Regions from separate parts of the Anas platyrhynchos genome. Here region 1 is linked to region 2. A link is a contact called in public Hi-C data. All regions are on one chromosome and are shown on one strand. The core of a region is the stretch at or near the end of the contact, and the rest is flanking DNA. Distances in the headings are between cores, read along the strand shown.

The links. Hi-C and Micro-C count contacts between places; a contact is called where the count stands out from the background.
Region 1: a contact with region 2 is called in a Hi-C map of liver, with 4 times the contacts expected there. The contact joins the promoter of THOC1 here to the enhancer-like site in region 2. A contact is called at or near these places in 3 of 8 Hi-C or Micro-C datasets (liver, skeletal muscle and subcutaneous adipose tissue).

Annotation. Positions count from the first base shown.
Region 1 is chr2:54,085,707-54,092,098 of IASCAAS_PekinDuck_T2T, forward strand. It overlaps THOC1 (THO complex subunit 1), which reads left to right and starts at 4,301. Exons shown (of 22, transcript XM_027451976.3): 1 at 4,301-4,440; 2 at 5,012-5,085; 3 at 5,189-5,249; 4 at 5,793-5,859. The coding sequence starts at 4,393.
Region 2 is chr2:53,828,605-53,835,762 of IASCAAS_PekinDuck_T2T, forward strand. It overlaps LOC140001886 (a long non-coding RNA gene), which reads right to left. Exons shown (of 4, transcript XR_011807570.1): 1 at 5,805-7,158; 2 at 2,205-2,425; 3 at 477-709. Among named protein-coding and RNA genes, the nearest start is that of YES1, 4.4 kb to the right of the region's middle. Within about 2 kb of position 2,182, at least 3 of the 8 cell types and tissues checked have an H3K27ac peak or open chromatin away from gene starts, as enhancers often do.

The DNA.
Region 1 (6,392 bases), core at 3,051-5,550, 260 kb after region 2:
AAGTAACTCTAGGCACATGTGGTACAGAAACATAGGTAAGTGGTCTAGAAAATGCCTTCCTGCATTCTTTCATAACTGAGGCTGAAATTATGAGGCACTTATGAATGAAATTAAAAAGGTCCATACCAGAGTATGCTCAAAATGAGACAGATTTTCCAAGGAAATTCTAGCTACAAATGTCAGGCTAGTCCAAGTCCTCTGCTGAACTTACAGTAGTTTTATTAGGTTATAATCCAAAAGATATTACTGACTGAGGGAATGAGCTGCTGATACCACGATTATTGTGAATAGCAGCCAGATGTGTGACACCTCGCTTTTGAAAAAAGCCAGATTTCTGTAGTATTAGTGGCACGGAGATATAAAGTTCAGTAAATTCTTTTGGCAACAAAAATGACACACGTTCTCTGCACTGAAATATAAATATATGGAAACCACTTTCGCAAACTGAGACTCAAGACACACAGATGATGATGATAAATAAGCCAAATTCAAGGAAGACTATTAAAGATAGCAAACAATACTACTTTAAAACATTTAATGGACATTTATTCTGCAGATTAATAATTATGTAAAAAAAAAAAAAAGTATGTTAATAATTATTATGATGAAAATAAAATGTAAAGAAATAGTTTTAGAAATGGACCAAAAACTAGTCAACAAGAATAAATTCCTCTCTGTTTTCCTATCTTACCATGCAGAATGAGTGACAAACAAGAGTGCAATTCAGCTCCAGTTTGGGGGGCAATTGCAAGTATCTAGCTACTGTGAGTTGTCTAGTCATCATCTCTGGTTAGAACAGGACAGTTTATTTGTATCGGGGTCAATGCAGTTGTTGGACTCAAGTTTGGGCAGAACCTACCCACAAGCACCTTTAGCATGCTGCAGGAGCATCACTCCATGCTGTCAGCTTTCCCTGACTCCCATTTTTATTCTACTGTAAGGTCAAACCCTGGTCTTGAGCATTAAGGCCGTTAATGGGTCAGCTCACTTCCATTTATGACCATATTTCACCTACATACAGAGTGGCACTATTCTTGGACAGCTGTGCTAGTAAGTCCCATGTCCCAGATGAAAGACAAGAGTGAAACACTAAAACAGAAGGGTCACATGTGGAACAGACTTCTAGGTGAGTCCAGAAAAACGAAGCCTTTCTAGATATCCTGAACAAGTTATTTGAAGTGATTTTTTTGTGCTGTAACTATGATGATAGAATAGGATCACATGGCATATATTCTCCGGCGATTTATTCAGGAAATTGTGTAGAAAAATAGAAAGAATTACATGCAGTGGAATATTATCAAGAGATTTAGAAATATAAAAGTTGTGTGTATGCTCTGGAGAAAATTATTGCATACTAATAAAATGTAGAAAGATTCTCTGCTAAGCACTTTTTAAAAATGTAACTTAAATTTTCCTGAGGGGCTATTTTCTTTTTTGTTTCTCCCTCATCGGTCTATTAGTTGTATCTCAGTCAGTAACAAACTAAAGTGGCTGGCAGGATGCCACCTAAAAACTAACTACCCAAGGTAATACAGCTTGTGTATTCTGGTGTTCATTCATTGTTTTGAAGATGAAAGACTCTGTCTTGTGCAACTTCCCATGACTGGTTCAGGAATACCAGGTAAGCTACTTAAACCAGGCTAATAAGGGAATGTATCCATTTTTCGTGCTGATCCTTGCGCACTGAATGTTGGGTGTTCTTGTCCAGGGAATAAAAGTGTTGAAAAGAAGAGCTCCTTGAGCACAAGGAAGGGCAACCAAGGAGGGAGAACTAAACACCGAGCACTACTGCCACCAGAGACAGAGGCTTCAGAGGCTTCTGACTATGTTGTTCTGCAGGAATGTTAGCAGAAGTTAAAATAGAAACCCAGTTTGGTCTTGGAAAAGGATTGTATCCAGAAAAATAGTGTCTGGTTTAGGTGAAGCTTTTTGTAATTTCAACTACACAACCTATTGACATAAGGTAATGCGATCTCTGTTCTATCAATTGCCCTCTGAGCAGAGAGATGTTCTGAGATACTGGTTTTGTTAATGGCTTTCTTCCAACTGGACTTTCAGCTGGAAATAGGTTTTAATTCTGGGCTGAAAACTGATTTGGCTTGTACTAGTTTTAAAGAAAGTAGTGTTAACTCTTTTCTTCCCCCCTTAGCTTTCTACCTAGTACATACCAGAAGACAGCCTACATGATGGTGTACATTTCTAACATATTGCTAGTCAATTTAGGACGTTGACTCCTCTTCATGTTTTAATTTGTTACTGCCTTTACTGCTCCACTGAGTTTCTGATCCCCAAAGCAGAGCAATTTTATCTGCCAGCCCAGGGCATTGTTTGGCATCTGTGCTGGAATGGTGGAAGATGCCTTTAAACCATCAGTTGTCAGTGTCTGTGCTATGGCAAAGCCAAGTGGCAAGCAGAAATGTCATGCTGCTGACTTTGCTGTGGGAAGAGTAGTCTCTCATAACTGCTGGAGCACAAACATCTTCAATCACAGCAGCCAGCTTGCTGGACTCTTGTCAATAGCCCAATACGAGTACTAACAGCTCAGGGTCAGTGCCTGCTCTGCACAAGATCTATAGGAAAGTGACAAATAGCATCCTAAACAGAGGAAAAAATCATGGCCTGTATCAAGCAAAAAATGGCTATTAAGTCAAAATAGTAATATTTTTCTTCTTCTTTATCTGTTCCTACACCAAGAAAAAAAAAAATCTATGCTGTACTCACTACCAAGTTACATTGTACTTCAGGCTGGCAGCCCTCTATAACATCAGCCTTGGCTGAAGGAATATTTATATTCTACAAAGACACCATTTACTTTGTCAGTATCTCCTTAGGACACTTGCAAATGGCTTTCTACTGTTCTTGTAAAAGTATAAATGCTTTTTTTTACCCTATTCAGAGAGCTCTTTGTTTCTCTTTCATACAGCTCTGGAGGTGGGGGACAACATCAGAATAATCTCAACATAATACAGTGCCTTATTCATCTGAAAATGTGTTTTAATTTATCAAAATAAGAGATGAGAAATATCAGAAAGACGTTGCAGAAAGCCAAGCAAACTTTCTTGCAAGCCTGAATGGGTAATATTCAGTATGTCTCACAGCGTATGCAGGTGACGCATTCCAAATGATTAATCATGCCTATATTCAATGTTATGAAGCCCTTTCCCCCCACGGTTTTGAAATGAATTGAAACGACCCTGAATTTTTTTTTTTAAGGAAGTGTCACACATTGATTTCATTTATAGACGAAGGGCCAAACCTACAGCTGGCACTGCCACCAGAACCAGGCGTCCATCCGCACCTCTGTTTTCTGGGTAAACGCTTCCCTCTGCCGGCAGAAAAGCGAACGAGCCACACAATAAAACAGGCTTCTAGATGATCTCTGAGGTTTTTAATATTTGCTTTTAGAATAGTGAATGCAATTAATAAAATGCAAATAATTACTTGCATTTTCCAGAAGCAGGAAAAAAAAAAAAAAAAAAAAAAAAAAAAGGTATCCTAGTTTTTCCTGCCTACATAAAAGGAATCGGGCAGCACCTGTACTTTTCAACCAGGTACTGAACTGTGTGCCTGGGAGACCTGGGAAAGTGCCCTGGGGCTCTGCTTTCTTTGAGGTGTCTGAATTATTATAATTATAGATCTAGAGAATGGCTTGGGGTGGAAGGGACCTCAAAGATCACCCAGTGCCAGCTCCCTGCCATGGGCAGGGGCGCCAACCACTAAATCAGGTTGCTCTGGTCCCCATCCAGCCTGGCCTTGGACACCTCCAGGGATGGGGCACCCACAGCTTCTCTGGGCAGCCTGTGCCAGCGCCTCACCACCCTCGAAGTTCAAAACAATATCAAAGTTCAGTAACTGCGACACTTTCGTTCCCAGACACTCACATTTTCTGAGAGACATTTAGAAGATGTGTAAGCCAGTGTGTTCTAACATGTTACTTCAGTAATGTGCTACATCAGGAATAGCGCTTAAATTCCACGTCCAGGTCAAGACCTCCTGAGCTATATGCTGTATGAACAGTACATTGCTGTATACGCTGTATGAACAGTATATTGATTTTCTGGGCATAAAAATAAATAAATAAATAAATGTTGTGTTGTTGCTGAAATAATGATGGACAAATTTTTAAAATAGGGAGCTGTATTTGACACTGGCAGGCAGAAGAGGCGAAGGTCTTCGGAGCTGCTAGACGCAGGTCTTTCCCTTCCACCTGCACAACCCAAAGAAACAGAAATTAAAACACGGGGTAGGTAAAAAGCAGCTTTTTTTTTTTTTCCACAATGAGGGCGTTGGGGGGGGGGGGGAGCAGCGCCTCACTAACGGCCCGCCCTCAGCGCCAACGGCCGCCCGGCCGCCATCGCGTCATCGCGGAGCGCCGCGGGCCGGAGCCCAACCATGTCGCCGCCGCTCTTCAGCCTGCCCGAGGCGCGGCTCCGCTTCACCGTGAGCAGCCCGGGGGGCACCGGGGAGACGGGGACGGGGCCGGGGGGACGCGCGGCTGCCGCCATCTCGCGCTGGGCCGTGCTGAGGGGGGCCGCGCCTGGCTGCGGGGAGGGCCCGGCTGGGTGCTGAGGTGCCCGTAAGGCGCCGCGAAAAGCGGGGAGTGGGGCTCGCACCCCCATCCCAAACCGCCCCAAATCCCCCTGCTGAGAGGGGGAGGCTGTGGGGGGCTTGGGAGTGTGGTAGGCGCAGCAGCGGGCACAGCGCAGCGCGCCCCTTTGTGCTTCGCTTCCACCATGCAGCCCTCGGGTGTGAGGCGTGATCTGCTACCTCACATGCCTAATTTGCTACATATTTCGTGTTATTTACCCGATTTGTTTCCAAAGACTCCTTGGTAAGTCGCTACGTGGTGTGTGTTTACATGTAAATCAGTACGCGGGGTGCAGTACACGCGGTTCCCTCGCATTTCTGACCATCAGGTGGCAGAAAACAAAAGTGATCTGGCAGAAACAACCTTGGTACCATTCCAGCTTCATACTGCCCTTGTAACTTTTGTCTGTTCACACTTTGATAGTCTTCTACCAGAGAGGCCCTGCATAACAAAACTATCAAACCGCTGCTGAACGCATTTAACCAGATTCCTGGGAGGTAAGTGGCTGCCACTGGCTTTAAAAGGTGCCCGTTTCCAGATCTTTTTTGTGTGTTCCTAATAATAACGTTATTAACTGATGTGGGGTGTTTGCGTTTGCAGTGAAAATGAAAAGAAGTGTACCTTGGATCAAGCTTTTAGAGTTATTGTAGAAGAAGAAATAGTAAGTACTTCAAACTGCTAAGGCATGTTTTTTAGTATAAATCCAACTTTAATCCACTAGTTAGGATATTAGTTTAACAGCAGCTTATTGCAGTATTGGGAAATACTGGTTATTTAAAAAAAAACAGTCTGAAAATTTGAGTTCATAAATACAGATTATTCTGCATTATACTTCAAGAGTAGGGTGGAGTGGGTCATCTGTTACTAGCATGTAACAAAGTTGCCTGACGGTAAACAAAAGGAAACAGAGGATGTTTTTGTTAGTATTACTTGAGTGTAGGTGGAATGGAGGGTAGTTATATTCAGAGGTGAATGACACAGTCTGCAGAGTAAATATTGTAGGGTCTTCAAAAGCTGTAACTGGTCAAGAAGTGTTGTTCATTCATTAAATCTGTATACAGTTAACTGATGGGTCTGATGTAACAGGTTGAAATTTCAATGTCAATATCTGTTATAAATACCCCTGCTTGGAAACAAGAATTTTGGTTTCATTAAATATATTAAAGTCAGAATAAAGAAGTTTAAAACTGTTCTTTTTGCTTAGATAAATAAAGCTCCATGTGAAAATCTCCTGGCAATTATTTCTCTTGCTATTAATGGAGTCACAGAAGGTGAGCATCTTTTTTCAAATCTATTGGCAGTTTGGGGGGCTTTAGGGTTGTTTCAGATTTTAATACCTTGATTTTTGTAAGTTGTATTCAGCAGTTGGCTTTGATAATATGCGGTTTTTAGGGTAGTGATTAACTCTGTTTCATGAGAGGAGTGAAATAGAATTAAACTCAGTTACCTGTGTGACCTTTGTGTTGGAATCTTTTTTTGAGTTCTACTGAATGTCTCTGCTCATCTCCCACATACTGACCTGTCAGGACACAGGTGTTTTTTAGATACTTGAATCTGTTTTGATAACTTTCATCTTCTGTGTCAGAAATCATTGTGCTAATCTCTTTTGAAGAGTCTTTCACATACTTCCATTTATTTACTTGTTCACGTTACCTATCAAATACTTGTTTTATTAAGTATAGCTCAATTACGTATGTGTCTTAACAACTGTAGAATAACATGATCTATGATTACAATGAATGTAGACATTAGCAAGGTACAGAGCAGAGTGTGGATATACATGCTTGAGGAAAAGACTCTCAGA
Region 2 (7,158 bases), core at 932-3,431:
ATAGGATGGCCTGGCAGGTTATCCTCACTACCAGCATCCTAAATTTCAGTAAGAGAAACCCATCCCAAATCTTCTACTTTGCTGCCATCAGTAAATTTTTTGTGCATTTTTTTGAGAACTGAACCTAGCAGTATATTTCTGGATTACAAATAACAATGAATTTTGCCGTATGTTTCTATAGCTACAAGTATGTTTCCAAAGCTAAAAGCTGAAGCTTTTGCTTTGTAGACTGTTTTTGTTTTGTGTTTTTTTTTTTTTTCAAAAGTGCCCAGTCCCAGCAAAACAGTTGTGAAATCTCGTGTGGCATTTTTTACCTCAAAGGCCTAAGCTTTCCACAGAAGTTCTTTTACGTTTTTAAACAAACACAGCTTTTGAGGGCCTCTGTGAAACATCGTATTTTCAATGTGTTGAAACATAGCAAGTCACGCCACATGGATTTCATCATGTTACATTCACTGTCTATGAAATATACTTACCTTTATGCTTCGTGTAAAATATGGAGATAATATAAAATTCTTATTGCCAGGTTGGAGCAGTCCTAGTGTTCTCTAGGGAGGGCGTTTTCAAATGTGCTTGGTTTTGGCTTGATGTCTTCCCTTATTGCCGCCCCAGAATTTTCTGTTCATGATTTTTAACAGAGAAGTGGTTTCTGCAATATTCTGTTTTTCCACAGGAAAAAAGCTGGTTATGCCAAAACAATGTAGTGTCCCTTTGGGAGAATAAAAGAGAATCCAACATGTTTTGAACTGTCCAAGTGAATCTAAATGTTTTGCTTCAGGATGGCTTGTCATTACTCATCAGGAGTTTGTCATGGTTAGGTCCCTCATTTCTCCCTGTCATCTGGGGTCCCTGAATGGATTACATTTTCCATAAAGAACAATAGAGACCCTTCTAGCTGTGGTATGGTGATCCATTAAAGATGCCCTAAGCCCACATTTCAAAACCCAAATATTTTGGAACTTTCCATGTTTTATTTTTCTTCCCAATTAGAGAACAAAAGCAAAAATATGGGACAGTGTAGGACAGACAGTCTGATTTTCAGTAGGCTATGTTTTGAAAGAACTAGGAAGAGGATAAGTAAATTCCTGTGCTTTGGAAAATCCTACTTTAACCAAAAGTGAAAGGGAAAAACAAGCAAAAGGCAGCAGCATGTGAGCCACATTAATGTAATCTTTAATGCCACATATTTTTCTTGAGTATTTAGTATTTCTCTTTGTCTTTGTATTATTAATTAACATTGTTCCATTATTGTGAGGAGAATGATAAATGTTTCTTTGTATCCCATAATTTACAATTTATCGTACGATCAATCAATTACGTGATGTTATTTGGCTGCCACAAGCTGTTTAAGGAAATGTAGGGACCATAAGCAGATAGTGAAGTAAGATATTATTTAAAAAAAAAAAAAGATTTTGATATTCTCTCTGCAGTTTTACAATTCTCCAAAACAACAGAATATATTACTTATATATTTAAAGGAAAAAAATACCTACTAGATCCCTTTTAATATATATATATGTATTATATAAATATATATATTATATATATATATTAAAAAAAAAAGACTCAAAATATGGAGAAATGCATGTTGATAAAAGTTCTACTTTCTAAAAAAAATAAAAAATAAATCTTAACATTGTCGTTTTTATGCTTTCAGTCCTGAGTTCATGGCATGTGCAGAGATTTCTACAGGGTTTCTGTAGCAGCTTCCCCACCACCACCCCTTTTTGAACAATACAAACCTAAAAAGTTCTGAAAACCTGAGACATATCACCAACTTAAATGCTCATGTAAAGGGGCTCAGGCTGGATTCCCCGCTTGTGAGTCAGCTTCTAGAGAAATGTGCTGATAAAAGAGCAGGACAGCAGCCTGAAGCACGAAAAGAGAGGAACTCGGAAAGAGAGTCTTCCTTATTTATTCTTCCCTGTATTTTTTTGTTCTTTTTAAGCAAGGGGTGGATAAGGGAAGGGCCGCTACCACTTTCCCACAGTAATTGTTGCACGGTGGGAGGTCCATCCCAGTGCTACGTTCCTACCTAATTGCAAAGAAATGCTGGCTTAGCCTTTGAAGCCTCGGAGCGGAGCATCTCCAGTCTGCTTGGCAAGTAAGGCTTGTGGGAGGATATGCAGATAGTCTGGGGAGAGCTCAGCTTAGATGAACTAAGCCCCTACATGTGAAGTGAGACTGTGCAGAGGCTTACTCACCACCAGGTCAAACGTGGGTGTATTATTAAGAGATACCGCAAAAGTCATATCCCTGACATCAGCATGGGAGATTTGCTAAATTTCAAATGACTGTTCCCAGTTTGGAGGTCGAAGTACTTCTTCTCTGCAGATCAGCTGGAAAAGTTACTTTCTTCTAACATGAGAAAACAGCACGTTTTCACAGTGCAGGTGTCCCCGCAGCGAGGCAGACTGGAAAGGAGCTGGAAAAGAGCCACACAGGGCCAAGTAACAGTTAAATATTAGGGAACCAGAGCCACTGGTTCTTCCCTCCTCCCCACCACCACCGCAGTCTCCTCATCCATCAGCGTAACCGCATTGGGGTTTTCTAAATTCTGAATTTTAGCAGAATTCAGACTGCGGCTGCAGCTGAGGAGGATTAAGGAGTCACTGGTCTCCTCCTTATGTGGTTACCTCTTACCTCATAGCAGTGAGCACAACCGTATATATCTCACTCCCTAGAGAAGTTGTATCAACCGAATCTCAATTTTTTTACAAAACTGCGAAGAGACTTAAACTGACTGTGATCGTGTTGACAGAACTGCAAAAATACCAGGAAAAAAACGATAGCTGTAGTTGTACTGGCAGACCTGAGGGGACTGAAGCCTTCAGTTGAAGGAATAGTGATGAGAAAACAGAAGATGGGGGAGAAAAAATAACAGAGATACGGGGTATGCCAAGAAAAGAAAATCATATCTGACAGCTGTGCAACTTTCTGAGATCTCTGAATGGTGCAAACCATTCATGTTCACCTGTAATGGTGAACACCATGACAGCGAACATCCCCATCCTGATCAAAGCTCCGCTCCAAGGATTTGTCTGGCATCCCAGACTGAGGCATGATTTTGCTCCTGGAGCTATTCCTAAAGTAATAAACTTCATCACATTCATCTCCAAGTGAAGAGGGAAGGCTTTCTGGTGCCCAGGGACATCAAGCAGACAATTATCCTCAAAATACCAGGGCAAGAATAAACAACCAGGCATGGAAAACTCAGATCTGTTAAGGATTATTGCAAACAAAGGGCACCGACACAGGCCTCCAGAGTTTGTCCATCTTCAGCCAGGGTGGGAGCAGAGAGGAAAGGACCACCCTGAGACTCAAACAAGGCTGAGCACAGAAACTACCAACAAGCCTTGAGGTGGATGCGAAGACAGGGGAGTACAGCAGGGATGTGAAGAATGGGGTGGGCAGAGGAGAGGCTAATTAGGGAAAGACTTGTCCCACAGGGCCATACGTATGTAATCGCTATGTCTTTGTAAGAAGAAAGTTGAATTTTACTTCACTTTGCTTAGTTTTATGAAGTCGTGTATAAAATCTCTGTATCAGCACGTGCATCCAGCAGCTAAAACTCAGGGTGCCCTGAGAAAGAGCTGAATTTGGTGCAGAATCCCCTAACGACTCTCTCTAAATGCTGCATTAACATGGATTTTGCAGCTAATAATATTAATCAGTGTGTTTCTTCCACAGTACCATCTTAGGCAGTCAGCACAATGTGCAAGAATAACTTAATAAGTAAAACCTATACGTATACGTGCAAGTCTCCCAAAGTCAGCAGAAACTGCTCCTTTACGCTGGCTGCCAAATGAGGTCAGAAGTCTGTTAAAGGCTCTGAATGGCTCTAGCATTGATGTTAAAACCAAATCTAGTTCAGGTCAGTTTTAACACGTGTATCTCTTTTTCTCTTACTTTCTGAACAAGAGTGCATGACCCGCTCTGTGAGGAAGGGTATAAATTCCAAGTCTCTCAGAAGAACACAGTGGCTCAAAAAATGCGTTACATTTTTCTGCACGTGTATGATTTCACAGGTTTCAGATTTTTCAAACGTGAAATTCAAATGAAAGCACTTATCTGTACCTATTTGTACCTGAATCCGTGCAGCTTCCACATTAAATCATGCAAGAACCAAAGATACAGGATTTGTAGCTGCTACCAACACAGGGCTGGGTGTTAAGTGTTCATCACACTGCCCTTGAAATAAAGGCAGTAGCTATTTTAAGTAACCATAAGCAATACTTATGTGCAACTCAAAGGAGATCGGATATAAAGAGATAAAGATTAGAGTACAGCAATACGGCTTTCATTATACAATGTAATCCAGCGTGTCTGATATAACTGGATGTGACACCAATGTAAATAGCAACAGGTTTGGAAGTGCAGTGTTTTCCAAGATAGAGTATAACGTGTTCTCAGGATAGTTACTTCTGAGACATCAAAAATAATGTTTGATTCAATCTTTAAAAAAGAAAAAGGGAAAAACAAAACAAAAAAACACACTAACCTCCACACACTTGCTAAAAGTATAATATGTGAAAGTAGTTGGTCATGTTTCAGAAGATCAAATGGAAATGTTATCTGAGTGAGAACAGAATACTTAATTTTGGAAGTAGAGGTGAGTAGTAAACACAAAGACCCCGGCTATTTGGAGATGCAGAATCATTTTATGGCAAAGTGGGATATTTGTGGAGAAAACATTTTGAAGATCAACATAAAGTTTAAATAGCATGCTTGCTTCAGAATAAGAAACAATGACAGATCCACCACTTGGTACTTAACACCCTTTCCTTACTGAACTCCTAGATGCATATGCAATTTGCATTATATCCAAGGAAGATGTTTGATTTTTAAAAATCAATGATCTTATTAATAACTTCACTTTAAGAAATTAAGGTGACAAAACAAAAACTATGGACTTAACAATTAGAATAATCAGATTCAAAAAAAAATCTATGCTTTGCTGGACTCCCAATTCCTAAAACTATTTACATAAGTACACGTGATTAATACTAATTAATTTTAAGAAGAACTGCTTTTTGTAATTTGATTACATCATGCAGTAGGCGATGGGAACTTGCCAAGGAATTTTAGGAGGTGTTGCCATTCCATTACTTTTCATGCTTTTAAAGGTAAGATGAGGCCTTAACTACCATTTATTTCTCAAAATGAAAGGATGGATTTAGGTCCAGGTTTCTCTTAAAAGTTATTTGCAGGAAGCCACGAACCTCTACAGTATCTTACTTTTTATTCCTATTTATTGGGAAACAATCCCACCAATTTTGTTCAAAAATGTCTCAACGTTTCCAAGTTACTCTATACCCATACTGTGTACTATATATTAACCTTCAGCATGTATTGTTAAAGCTCTTCAGAAAATCAGTCTGTCCATCTCCTTCAAAGTCTCAGGATACAAGTCCTGTATTCCTCAGTCACAAATCAGTGAACCCATATAGGTACCTGACATAGTCCAGTCCACCTTCCTTTGTATCCTTTCTCTGCTCCTCCTTCTTTCTGCTCTTATACCTCTTATGTCCCTAAAAATACTTGATCTGGCATAATCAATTCTTGATCCTATCAATCAGCAGGTAATTTGAACCAAAACACATTTAGAATTGTATACGATTGCCTTCTTTAGAAATATTTAAGAATTTTCATGTAGCCTATAATTAGGAATTTACCTGAATCTTTGTTATTATGTTAATGCTAACCTCAACAACAGCAATTCTCTTAAAATACTAAAAATACAACACATGTTGCTGCATTAACAAATGCTGAGCCTGTCTGAGGGGCTGGTCAGGAAATCATACCCTGCACATGGCAGCAGTTCACCTCTGCAGTGGCAGCATCTCACGCAGCATCCCAGCTGTGCTACAGCTCCTCCTTCCCCTTCCTGTAAATGGTCAAAAATATAAATTTAAACCAAAAGGGAGGAGAAATTTGTAAAAGCAGGCGCTGGTCTTAGCTGACTCTCAGCTGAGACCTTTGCCAGCTACAGTTGATGCCTCCTGAGTGCACAGCTAGGGGTTTAAGCCCAACCTTTACGGCTTATGGCACTTACAGCACTGCAACAGATTTTAGAGCCCACTCAATAGCAGCAGAGCAGTAAGAGAAGAGAGCTTTACCTAGGTAAAATGTGGCGACAGGCTGCAGGCTGACTCACAGGCAGAAGGTGGCAATGATGCCCCGAGTCCCTTCTAGAGCAGAGTTAAACAGAGTGAGCCACCAGCCGCTTGATGGGTTTAAGTCACCTGTTCAACATGGCCTCATAAAAACGAGGAGCGGTCAGACAGCCAGTAACAAGTGCAAGACAATTTAGGAAGTGGCCAGTTTTTCTGCTGCACTGAAAGTATGTCTAGCCTCCGCGACTCCAGACTCAAACCCTAATCTATTCTTTCACATCCACGTGGTGTGGGGCTGAGCTTGTTGCCAGTTGCAAGACCGGTCATCTCCTCTTCTCCCAAACTGCTGTGCTATTTTAATCACACCAGGCTTGAAATTAAGCATGCAGGTCTCTTCAGGACTGAGAGAAGTCAACTGCCCATGCAGCCCTAGTACTGGTTGTGGTGGCACATCTGGGCAGCCAACAGCATAAATGCAGTGATAGAGGCCACAGTCAACTGCTGCCTTTCAGAAACCCACCAACACACTCTATATAGGTCCTTGGGAGAGAAAGCAAACAGAGAGGTACTGAGAATCCGAGGTATCCTGTCACTGTCACATGGGCACAGCCAGGTGCCAAGAGAAATCCCATTCATCTTCTGGAGGCCTGAAAACTAGACACCAAATTGCTTCCAACTATAAAGCTTTGTAGTCCCAGGGCAACAGCTTCAGCCCAAAGCTGCTCCATGTCTTAGAGAAAATGAGTAACTTTGAAGCATAATGATGACGACATCCTCGGGGCTCAGTCATTTTCTCAGATATGCAAGTTCTATCTCCATGATGGAAAATTAACCACGCAGCAGTGCTTGCCTGTGTAACAGGCTAACGTGGCTGATGCTGGAGGTCAGACTGTGTTCCCAAAAGTGCTGGGAAGCAGCGACAGACGCAGGCCTCTGCCACTCTGCTCCGTTAAGTAATTCGCTGCCCAGCTCGATTCGTAAAACCCGCTGTTGATTTCTAAATTAAAAATCAATTCTTCATAATGTGATTTAGGCTCCTGAC